Linked DNA regions of Mus musculus: region 1 is linked to region 2. Evidence: chromatin contacts called from public promoter capture Hi-C data. All regions are on one chromosome and are shown on one strand. The core of a region is the stretch at or near the end of the contact, and the rest is flanking DNA. Distances in the headings are between cores, read along the strand shown. Region 1 has its middle 15 kb from the start of Mir30a. Region 2 has its middle 39 kb from the start of Gm30442.

Region 1 (6,018 bases), core at 1,725-4,224, 93 kb before region 2:
TGCAACCTCCATCTTCCTCCTAACCATTTGCCCGCTGCTCAACAATTTCCTACTTCCTAATGTGACCTTCCATGTGCTCAGCTCTACTTAACTCATCCAGTGTGCTTCCTCTTTTCCTTCTTCAATGACTTTCCAGGGCTAAAAGGGAAAATTAAAAGGATTACAATTAAAAATTACATCTACTGAATAGATACAATGTGCTCATTTATTTGCACATGGTATTTTGATGTATAATCTTGCATAATTTTCAAAACAACTCCTATGAGACAGGCACTATTATCCCCATCTTTGTGGTAAAGCAGCTAAGGCACAGGAGGTCAGGCAAGGATGCATCTGACATCACCTGCCAGTAAATGTCATGATTGGGATCAGGTCTGGTAGAGTATTCAGCCTATTCTTTCAACTTCTCTTTCACACCCTAATTTTTTTTTCAATAAACACAAAAATCCTCACAAGTCAGGGGACATTTGTAATATAGAGCTTACAGAAGCCCTTACAGAAATTTGTCAACAAATATCTGTGACAGTAGAAGGCAGGATACATGGATGCAGCCACATACTTGTCTGCCAAAGTATCAGCATTTTTACCCAAATCATCTAATGTTGAGTGTTAAAAGGTTAAATGGGCAGCTCTCCATTGAGCATCCTCATCATGGTCTCTCAGGCTGCCATCCCAGGGGCTATTCTCAATCTCTAACCTGGAATTTAGCTAACATGGTAAGCACTAGGTTATTCCCACAAACAGGACTGAAAGGAAGCATGGGAGCTCTAGTTATTCTCTAACAGGCTTTAACTTGGTTGACTTGCAAAGACAGTAGATGAGGGATGAGACCATGTCTGGAGTCAAGGGAAATGGTTAAGCACTGTGCATCTGAGAAACTATCTTAAAACACTAATTCTTACAATTTTATGTGACCAGCTCTCAAACTGAAAGGAGTTTCTGAATACAGATTCAGGTTCCATTCACAAACAATCTAATTTGAGATACTCAATAGTGTGATGTTTTACAAGTTCTGCAAGTGCACCTTGAAACCTGTCTATAAAGAGCACACCCTGAGATATACTGTTCCCAACTCTGACACTGCTGCACAACTAGGAAACCTGACTAAAGAACACAAATTCTACAGTAAGTGTTCCAGCTCCCAGTGTTAAGACCTTAGTATTCTCCTGATGCTACAAAGCAAGTCTCAACTATAGTCCACAATGGATCTTTTCCACATCCAGTGCTTGTCTAGGGCACAGACTTTGGCAAGATGCTATTTTTGATGTTTAATTTACATTTGGTATAAGATTTGAGATTTTTTTTCTCACTGAGTATTTACTTGATTTTAAAAATATTCCTTCTTACAAATAAATTGAAAGCTTTCCTGTTATTTTCTAAATGAATTTAAAAATGAGGCAGCACTCAAGTGAAATATTATAGTTATGATTACAACATTTAATTAGACATCCAATCAATGCAAACAGCCACTGATTATTTAAGAAACACACCTCTTCAATGGCTCATGTTCAAATAAAACTAGGTCATGAAGTGTATTATGTTAATTCAACGTTGTTATCATTCTCCTAGAAACACTGCCAGTTGTCTTTGTCTTTAAATATGCATTCCTATTTTAAGCCATAAACTTTCAGGCTAGATACAAGAATTTTTCTGTAAATTTTTTCTTTGCTATCTCTCCCTTCTTTCCAGAAAAGCATGGTAATAATTCTTTTTAAGAATGGGTGGAGTGGACTTTTTATTATTTTTATCTGGGCACTGGATATTTTTTGTGAGCAAATATATGCTGAATATCTAACTTACAAACTTGCATTGTTTATAAGCTTCTAAGCTCCATGGTGGGGAGAAAATAGCCAGCGGAGCACCTGCTATAAAAGCGGCACTCTCACAAAGTGAGAAAACTGTGGTACTTGAACATGTACATACAGAGCCAATACATTCTTTATACATTGCCATAACATATATATGCAGTATTTACATGAGTTCTGTTCATAGCAAGGTTTGGTTTTACTTTGATGGAAAAATGTAGGTTATCTGATAACCAAAAGTTAAGATTTCATTATTTTACATATCTCAAATGATAATAGTTCAACGACAGTGTCAGAACAAACTTTGTAATTATTCTTTGAAATTATACACAGCACTAACACATCTCAACAAAGATGATTATGTAAGTGAGCTGACTTGGCGTCAGTGATATGAACACGGTGGCTATTTTCAATCCTTCATTAAAATTAGATCAAGATGTACTAGCATTGCTACCGTGCCTGCCCGCAAGGGAGACTTAACATTACTTTTAAGATTTACTTGGATTACAAATAAAGTTTTCTTCTCCTTCTCTTGTCACCGGAGACCCCTCCCCACCAACACCTCACCCTTCAACAAAACTTTTCAGTAGAAACCAGTGATACAGAAACCAACGCCATAAACACAAACGCCTGCCCTGGTTTATGCTCTCCTTTGCATAATAAATACTTCACGCTTCTCCAAAATGCCTGGAGAAGGGCTTGCTGGGGGCACCTGCCACTTCACCCTCAGGATTGGTTCTGTCCTGGCCCTAGGACTTCAAGGACTTCGAACAGGGTATCTAGACCAGTCTTAAGAATTGCAAATAAAGTAATGGATACCTTATTTTGCACTCTGGAAGGATCGGTGTGTTTAAGCCACCCGACTTAAAAGTTACTTCTGAGAAAGGCTGAAGGGTGAGTCCCGGGTGCATATAAATATATCCCGGCCTACCATTTCACAACTCCCGCACCACAACGAGGCTTGGAGAAAAAAGAAAAGAAAAGAAAAAAAAAAATCTCCATCGGAGACACATTTCAAAGCTACAAGACTCGAGCGGCTGTCGCCTCCGAGATCACCCACGAGGTGATCTAAGCGGTTAAATCATTGGTCCAAGGTCAAGCAGAGCCAGTCGCAAGCAGCGCAGCTCTGCGACCTTCTAACCTCTCCACCCCGCCCCCGCCAGGCCCCGGACAGCCTTCGCCCCCGAGAGGTTCCCACGGATACCGTCCCCGCGTCAGCGGCACGCCAGCGCCTCTCGCCCGACCGCACTTGTATTTGTTCTCCCCGCCCGCTCCAAAAAAAAGTATTAAAGGCTCTCCTCACGCCTCGGGCCGCGCAGGCGCTCGAGCTCGCGGGCCCCGTCCCGAAGCCGGCTCCCCAAAGCCGCGGCCCGGCTCGGCCCAGCCTGAGGAGAAGCCTCAAACTTTTCCCGGCTCGCACGTCGCGGAGTCCGGCCCGCCGCATTGTCTCCGCGGCCTGAGCGCTGCGGGCCCGGGCGAGCCTCCCCGCACCGCCGCCGCGCTCTTTGTGTGTGTGTGTGTATGTGTGTGTGTGTGTGTGTGTGTGTGTGTGTGCGCGCGCGTGTGTGAATGTGTGTGTCTGTGTGTGCGTGTGTGTGGTGGCCGCGGCTGACAGGACAGTGGAGGGCTGGGCGCGCCCGCAGCTCCGTCCCCGCCCGCCAAGGACTGCGGCGAGCTCTTCTTGCCCGGGGCGCTCGCGGGGCACGAGCAGCCAGCCGCGGGCCCGCCGCCCTCACCACCCGCGCCGCCCGCCGCGCTCCCTACCTCCGCAGCCCGCCGCGCAGCCCCGCTCCCGCGCCTCAGCCCGGCTCAGCGGCCCGGCGCGCTCGCTCAAGAACCCGGGGGGAACGCGCCCCGCCCCCTCGGCTGGCGCCGTCCAATGAGCTCAGCCCGTGGGGAGGCGGGGCCGTCCAATCAGATGTCCGGACGCCCGGCAAGTCGGCCAATAGGAAGCGACTCCGGCTACACACCCGCCCTGATCCTCGAAGAGCGAACCGCTCAGAGCCCAGAGGTGGGACCTGATCCTGCCGCCCAGAGCAAGTCCAGTCGGGCCGGGCAGCGTCGCGAGGGAGTAGGCCTGGGCAGGTCTGGAGCCTGACTGCCCTCATTGTAGGCAGGTGACGTGTGCTTGTGAGGTTCAGCAAGATCTCCGCCCTCAAACCCAGACTGCTCTCATGCAAGAGAGCTGCACACATAGGTTGGAACATTATTAATCAACGTTATTAATTTTTAAAGTTAAGTAAGGCGTCTCGCATTAGAAAACGGAATGCATAAGCAGACAGCACTCAAATTGCTTTTTCTGCGGTCTTGGACATCTGTGTTCTTAAAGAATTAGCCAGAGCACCAGGTATCTCAAACCTGCTAGTTTCTGTTCTAATAAAAATCCAGACCATTAGTGGCATATATGATTTTTCTTTTCCTAAAGGAAAATTGCATTTAGGACTTAAAAAGTGAACCTTATTGTTATGTTGCTGTTTTGAGATGGGGCCTTTCTGTGTAATTCAATCTGCTTTAACCCAATATCCTCTTCCCTCAGCCTCCTGAGTGCTGGCATCAAAAGCTCATCACAGTATCCAGTTGAGAATCTTATTTCTAAAACAAAGTCGCACAAACTATATTCAGTGAGACTTGAGTGAAATACCTGAATAGAAGCGTATAGATACAGAGGATATATTTGTAAGATATCTCTGGCTACCTATAAAAGGCATTAGTTTAAGATGGCGGTCAAAGTCGCACTACATAGAAGCAGCATAGATGTTTGCTTATTTTCTATAGCTAGTACGTGCTTGCTGTGAAAACCCACCAGGACCAAGTCAACTTTCAGGAGGATTACTTTGGGCTCGCAGTTCCACTTGGGATAAGAGTTCATGATGACAGAGTTGGGGGCCGGGGTAGCAGGTGGCAGGAACAGAAGCTGAGGACTCAGATCTTAAGCCCCAAGCGGGAAGGAAAGAAAGGCAACTCAAAACAGCAAGGAACGCTGTGTTCTTAAAGCCAGCTTCCAGAGAAATACCTCCTCCAATAGGGCCACACTTCCTAAGCCTCCCCAAACAGCATTACTAACTATGGAATGAGGATTCAAACTTGAGACAAACACTTTATCCAAACTACCTCAGCCAGAATTACTCAATTTTCATTTTCTATGAAGTCAATAGTTTTATTGACTTCCTTTCTAAAAGTGGACCACATGATAATGAAAAAAATATTCTGTAACACATATTTGCATAATTTAGAATAAAACTTTTATCTATTTGTGTACTTCAAAGAGCTGCCATCCCCTATTAATTTTGACAATAAACTGCTTTTTAAAAATATTTGTACATGTGACCTGGGCCTTTACATAAGTTGTTTTGATGACTCTGAAAGAATGATCTGTAAAGTGAAGCAAATGGGGGAGGGGGGAGGGAAGGAAGGAGAAAGAGAGAGAGAGAGAGAGAGAGAGAGTGTGTCAAACAAGAAAAAGTATTTTGTTACCACCCTTATTTTACAGAAAGTCACTGTGACTACCTTGAAGAGAAAGGATGATATCCAAGACTTAGTTTTTGTCAAAAAGATCCAAGTTGTGGCCCGATTTGGGGCACACTGGTTAATGGCTAACTCTGTAACAAGAGAACAATATGCCCAGCTCTCCTGGCTTCGCTGGGTGCAATCCAGCTAAGATAGTTGTCAAGCACTTTGTTTTCCGTAAGATCCAGTGCCAAGTGCAATGCGGCCTAAAGCATATTGTTATTCTTCTCAACTTCACTGTCAATATTTGCCCACCGGCAGCCAATGAACGTTTCCTCGCTCTTCATGGTTTTTCCATCCACGTATTTTTTTTTTTTTTGACCCATCAGTTTTCTCTTCAAATAGATAGGAATTAAGCTCCTACAAATTCTAGAAAACCAAACCCCGGTACTTCTGTTAGGTACTGCAGCAGCGTTGAGCCAGTCCTCCCAGCTGCTCTGGAGAGTCCTGTCACCCTGCATTTGGAGGAAGAGTGGACTCATAGAATCAATCTCATTCTCTCTCATCTCTCTGTCCCTGTCGCTCTGCTCTTGCCTCCTTCCTTCCTTACCTGTCTCTCTCAAAAAACAACTAGAGCATTACTTCTCACAGGTCTGTCCTGTTTCCCCCCCAACCCCCTACTTCCTCTTCTTTTGAAATAAAAATAGTGTTAAAAAACAAGAATGTCTTTGGAGAAGAATTATGAATAAGACAGCTTTAGAAATAT
Region 2 (6,510 bases), core at 982-3,481:
ACAGGAAACACACCTCAGTGACAAAGACAGACACTACCTCAGAGTAAAAGGTTAGAAACAATTTTCCAAGGAAACTGTTCCAAGAAACAAGCTGGAATAGCCATTCTAATATTGAATAAAATCAACTTTCAACCAAAAGTTATAAAAAACAAAAATAAGGATGGACACTTCATACTGGTCAACGGAAAAATCTGCCAAGATGAACTCTCAATTCTGAACATGTATGCTCCAAATGCAAGGGCATCTGCATTCATAAAAGAAGCTTAACTAAAGCTCAAAGCATATATCACACCCATACAATAATAGTGGGAAACTTCAACACCCCACTCTCATCAATGGACAGATCATGGAAACAGAAACTAAAGAGAAACAAAGTGAAACTAACAGAAGTTATGAACCAAATGAGTCTAACAGATATTTATAGGACATTTCATTTTAAATCAAAAGAATATTTGTTCTTCTCAGCACCTCATGCTACTTTCTCCAAAATTTACCATATAATTGGTCGTAAAAGAGGCATCAACAGATACAAGAAGATTGAAATAATCCCATGTAATCTATCAGATCACAACGGACTAAGGGTGGACTTAAATACCAACAAAAACAACAGAAAGCACACATACATATGAAAACTGAACAATTCTCTACTCAATGATAAGTTGGTCAACAAAGAAATAAAGAAAGAAATTGAAGGCTTTTTAGAATTTAATGAAAATGAAGACACATCATATCAAAACTTATGAGACACAATGAAATCAGTGGTAAGAGGAAAACTCATAGCTCTGAGTGCCTCCCAAAAGAAACTGAAGTGAGCGTACACTAGCAGCTTGACTGCACACCTGAAAGCTCTAGAAAAAGAAGCAGATACAACCAAGAAGAGAGTAGATGGCAGGAAATAATCAAACTCAGGGCTGAAAACAACCAAATAGAAACAAAAAGAACTATACAAAGAATCAACAAGATAGATAAATCCTTAGTCAGATTAATCAGAGGGCACAGAGACAGTATCCAAATTAATAAAATCAGAAATGAAAAGGGAGACATAACTGCAAAATATATCTTAAAATAATTATTTTGTATGTTGAATATTGACAGTTGAAAATATTAAAATCATGTTCTATAATAAAATAAAATAAATAAAATAAAACTGAATAAAAATCACTTAAAATCTAGATGTTAATTATGACATTATTTGTAAATATTAATAAGGCCCATCAAAAATTTTCAGCATGTCTTAGATGCTAAGCTTTATATTCTCGGCATTTGCCACTGAGTCTGACCTCCAATTTGCCCCTCCTCAGACTTTATATTTCTTATTTTTTTCTCATATTTTTTCAATAGTAAACCTTTAAATAGAGATGATAAGGATTTTCTTTGTTAGGGCTTCCATTGCTGTGAATAGAAATGATGACCAGGCAATAGTTACAAAGAACAACATTTAAGTAGGACTGGCTTACAGTTTCAGAGGTTCAGTTCATTATCATCATGGTGGGAAGCATGGCAGTGTGCAGACAGACAAGGTTCTGGAAGTGTTGAGACTTCTACACCTTGATCCAACTTCAGCCAGGAGAGTCTGTCTCCCAGGCAGCTAAGAGAGGGTCTCATTGCCCACTCCCACAGTGACACATTTCCCCCACAAGGCCATGCCTCCTAATAGTGCCACTCCCTGGGCAAACTGCCACAGAAATACTTCACTAAGCCTTTAAATAGACATGATAGGGATTTAGATGGCAGATGATAGTGATAATAGAAAAATGAGTGTGCTTTAGTTTTGGGAGGGGCTGAGAGGCAAAATCTCACACAAGATTTGTAACCTAGAGAATTGTGTGTTCCTCTGTATGTGCACAGGCGTCAATATACACTCTGAAATACAAAACTCTTCTGCAAAATGATAATATGTGACTTGCCTATCTTTTCAGAAAACTTAAACCAAATCCCTCTGAATTTGGCTTAAAGGGTGAGGCAGGCTGATGCAATGTCAATCTATTGATGACGTATACCTTGAGCAATACTGGAAAGCAACCCTTTCTTGGTTCGTTTGTTGGTTAGTTTAATAAAACTATGGATTGGACACGTATTTAATGTAGTGTTTTGTATGCTGAAATAATCTATTTTGCAAGGTCATTTCCCTTCCTTTGGAAGCCGTCATTGGTTCTCCTTGGCTTCAGTGAAGGGAAAACTTAACCTGGGTTAATGGAAAATCTTTGTACATATTTGCACAGATTTGCTCCATGGATTGTGGTAGCTGCCATTCAGGAAGGCAGGGTTCAGGAATGTGTGAGGACAAAGTACATGCACCCTCCACCCCCTGAGTTTTTGTTTTGTATTTATGCAGATTTTTCTCTTTTGTAAACGTTCTTCCCCTTTTCTGATATTCCACACTTAAGACATACTGAAAATTTTTGATAGACTTTATAATGACATAAGAAGCATCCAGATTTTATGTGTATTTTATTCAGCTTTTAGCCTTATAAAAACAGGTCCTCATGCTATTCTCATTTCTTCAATATCAATTTACTTTCCAAATTAATTTGCTGACTTTGTAAAAATTATAGTGGTCATTATTACAATGAAATATAAGCAACTTAAGAAGGTAATTTAAAACAAATAAACAAGAGAACCCTGGTCTAATTTTTTCAGGTTTCAGACTTCTAATGAATAACATGAATATTCTTCGTTAAATGCTGAATGTGCATCAAAATGCTCATTAGGTGAATCACTCAATTAGTCAAGATAGAGACATAGTGAATCGCAATCACAATGGTTTCACTGTATGTTTGTTCTCATCACTCCTGAAAGAGTTGCAGTGCTCCTAGGTGTTTGTTCGCTGCCCCTCCCCCGACCTGTTTGCTGTGTTTTTTTTCTTGTTGTTTTGCATAACAAATGGATTAACGGAGTGTGTAACATTTTGTGTCTTAAATGGAAATAATTTCTGTCTGTAACATTCCATAAATTCCAATCAGTTCCCCCATGATATTTTGTAGCTTTCAGATTCCAGTGACTTTTCTTTTAGTTTTCTATCGCTTGGGCCAAAGTACTCTTTTACTGATAAATTTGGTCTTTCTAGTTTCTAACCTTACTATTCACAACACATGTACAGAATTCTTTCATTTTGTGTTTAGTACTATGCTTTGTGTAATGGTCTAAGATGTCTCTCATGTTGTAATTTCCCTTAAGTCTAATGAATTGTTGCTAGTATTCCTTTTGTATATATTCAGAGGCAGTGAGTTTTGAGTTTTTGTTTTTTGTTTTTAAAGAACATCTTTGTTTTACCTTATTCTTGCTGACTCTAGAATTCTAAATTAATAGTGTACTCACTTTAAATAAATTAAGGATAGTATTTTCTTTTTTTCTTTCCTTTGTGGTTTCTGTTATAAAGCAAATCACTTTCCTGCGTATAAGACATTTTCCTCTGTTTAATTAATGATGTGCATGCGTTTTATTTTTCAGTTGTGTGATTGTGATGTGCTATGTTCTGATTGATCATGTGTGGACCTCCCTAAGTTTCTTGGATGTGCAAATTTATAGGTTTCCTTAATGTTATGCTTTCTGATGATATCTCCACATAGTTTCTGTTTTATGCTTCATTTGTTACATCCTTTCCAGGACTACGGTTTTCCATGCAGACGTTGGCATCATTCTACAGATCTCTGAAGACTTCCTTTCCAAAGGAAAATCTCTTTCCTCCCTTCCTTCTCTTTGTTATATATTCTTTTCCTCTTTCCTTCTCCTTTTCTTTTTCCTCCTGATTTTTGTGATTTGTATTTGAGTTCACCGACTCTTTCCTCTGTCACTTGCATTGTTATGAAGACCAAACATTCTCTACAGTCTATTCCAGATAATTCCTATGCCCGGGAGATCTCAGAGTTGACATTTCTTTGTCTTTTCTCTTAGCAGTAATACACACTTTCTAGACTCCTTGTTGAATAATTTTAGACCAGATTATGGAGACTATGGTCACTATGCTGTGTAGACTCTGGGCTCTGTTATATTGCTTCAAAGACTGTTAACATTTCTGTTTTCACAGACAATAGACTGACCTAATGTAAATCCCATAGTCCCCTCAGTTCAGTGATTGGCAGCTTGGATGTCAGCTTATTCTTCTCTGCCATTTTCTTTCTATTTGTCCTATCAATATGTGCCTCAGAGACTGACTAGAGCTTTTAAGGAGATGAGCTTCGGTTTTTGCTTCTCTTGTTCTACACTTTCTTGGGCCACTCAGTTTCGGCTGTGAGGCCTAATTCATTTAAGAAAGATAAGGCAAGTGGCCACAGGAGATTTTATTTTATTTTTTACCACTACCCTGGTCTTTCAGGTTTGACTGTGCATTCATTGTTAATTTTACTCTTGTTAGAACTATTTGCATCTGTTTCACCAATATGATTTTCTCATCAGACTCTCTGCTGCTGGTCCACTCGACCATGTGTGTTGAGGTCTCTGTTATGGCTTGCATGTGAAACTTAGAATGACTTGTGTTGGCAACATCTGGATTTTCAACGTTGAGTTTTCAAACCAGTTTCTCACAAGGATGGTTTGTATCATACGCATTGCTTAACTTCAGACAGTGTGTGAGACTCAGGTATGAATTCTTACCGTGCATGGGTACCTATTTTCTACTCCAGCTCTGGGACATTATAGTGCTGTCCAAGCTGGTTAGGGTTCTAGTGGGGCAGCTTTCCCCATCCCTGTCATGCTCATAGGCCAGCTTCCTCATTCTCTGATTTGTGTCAGGTGTTCAGATCCTGCCTCCAGTGAGCTTCCTGGGTGGTGTCACCAACCATCCTGAAAACATCCAATATTTTACTAAGGCTTTCCATTCACTTCCTGTCACCAACTCTGACTGTGAGTTTAGATTTAATTTTATTATTGTTGTAGTGTATTGTGCAATGGTTAAAATAAGAGGGAAAGAGGGAATGTTCCGCTTGGCATCTTGCTCTGTCAGATCAACTAGAGGTCTTTACTGTTATACTGCTTGTAGCCTATTAATGAAGTCTTTGTTGGGGTGACCTTTTTGTACATTGTGTGAAGGTTGTCATTGTATTATTCAATCGTTAATTCTTTACCAACAGAGACCTGAATACTGGCCAGATTTTGGTATTGTTACTCTTTTTTCTTCTATCAATTAATTTATTCATTTTACATCCTGATCGCTGCCCCCTTCTGGTCTTTCCCTCACACAGTCCCTCTGCCTTCCCCACTTTTCCTCTGAGAGGGTGGGGGGGGGGTCTCTCTGAGTATTTCCCCAACCCTAGAGCATCAAGTCTCTACAACGTTAGGCACATCTTCTCCCACTGAATCCTGACAAAGCAGCCCAATTAGGGAGGGGAATGGGATCCACAGGCAGGCAACAACTCCTGCTCCAGTTGTTAGGACACCCACACCAAGACCAAGCTGCACATCTGCTACATATGTGCTGGGGACATCAGTCCAGGCCATGTATGCTCTTTGGTTGGTGGCTCAGTGTCTGAAAGCCTCCAAGGGTCCAGGTTAATTGACTCTGTTGGTCTTACTGCAGAGTTCCTATCTCCTTTGGTGTCCTCAATCCTTCTCCAAAACTCTTCCATAAGAGTCCCTAAGCTCTGTCCAATGTTTGGATGTGGGCTCTGCATCTGTCTCAGTCAGCTGCTGGGTGGACCCTCTCAGAGGACAATTACTTTAGGCTCTTGTCAGCAAGCATAACCGAGTATCATTAATAGTGTCAGGGATTGGTGCTTGCCCATGGGATGGGTCTTAAGTTGGGACAGTTATTGGTTGGCTATTCTCTCAGTCTCTGCTCCGTGTTTGTCCTTGCATTTCTTATAGACAGGACAAATTTTGGGTTGAATGTCTTGTGCGTGGGTTGGTGTCTTTATCCCTCCCCTGGAGGTCCTGCCTACCTACAGGAGGTGGTCTCTCAGGTTCCATATCACCACTGTTATACTGCTATGTGTCTCAGCTAAGTTCACCCCCCACAGACTCCTGGGAGGCTACCCCATCCCAGATCTCTGGCACATCCTAGAGATTCCCCACCTCCACCAGCCACTGATTTCTATTCATTCTCCTGGCCTTTTGGCTCTGGCCCTCTCTCCTGTTTCTCCCCATACCTAATTTTGAACCTCTCCATATTCCCCTTCCCATCTCCTCTCTCTCCCAGTTTCCTTCCTTCATCTTCCTCCTATGACTATTTTACCCCCTTCGTTTTGTTTTATTATTTTATTTATTTATAATCCAGCCATTTACCCCCTTTCCCTGACAGCCCCCCCCCCAGTTTCTCATCCCATTTCCCCTCCCTCTTGTCTCCAAGAGGATGCCCCCCCCCCCCTGGTAATTCCTCTTCCCTGGGGCCTCAAGTCTCTCAAGACAAATCCTCTCCCACTGAGGCCAGACCAGGCAGTCTTCTGCTATATATGTCCCAGGGGTCTGGGGACCTCAGACTAGTCTTATGCTGTATGGTTGGTGGCTCAGTCTCTGGGAGCTCCCTAGGGTCTGGGTTAGTTGAGACTGCTGGTCTTTCTATGTGGTCATCCTCCC

The links. Promoter capture Hi-C pulls out the DNA fragments that hold promoters and counts their contacts.
Region 1: a promoter capture Hi-C map of liver shows a contact between it and region 2. The contact joins two enhancer-like sites. A contact is called at or near these places in 4 of 39 promoter capture datasets (the 3T3-L1 cell line, hippocampal neurons and liver), 5 of 484 Hi-C or Micro-C datasets (brown adipocytes, embryonic fibroblasts and liver) and 7 of 115 datasets of contacts at active chromatin or transcription factors (fibro-adipogenic progenitors, heart atrium, hepatocytes and 4 more).

Annotation. Positions count from the first base shown.
Region 1 is chr1:23,253,872-23,259,889 of GRCm38.p6, reverse strand. No RefSeq gene overlaps it. Among named protein-coding and RNA genes, the nearest start is that of Mir30a, 15 kb to the left of the region's middle. Within about 2 kb of position 2,974, at least 346 of the 459 cell types and tissues checked have an H3K27ac peak or open chromatin away from gene starts, as enhancers often do. A contact at or near this core is called in hepatocytes, kidney and liver, where this site is marked.
Region 2 is chr1:23,159,297-23,165,806 of GRCm38.p6, reverse strand. No RefSeq gene overlaps it. Among named protein-coding and RNA genes, the nearest start is that of Gm30442, 39 kb to the right of the region's middle. Within about 2 kb of position 2,231, at least 9 of the 459 cell types and tissues checked have an H3K27ac peak or open chromatin away from gene starts, as enhancers often do. A contact at or near this core is called in hepatocytes, kidney and liver, where this site is marked.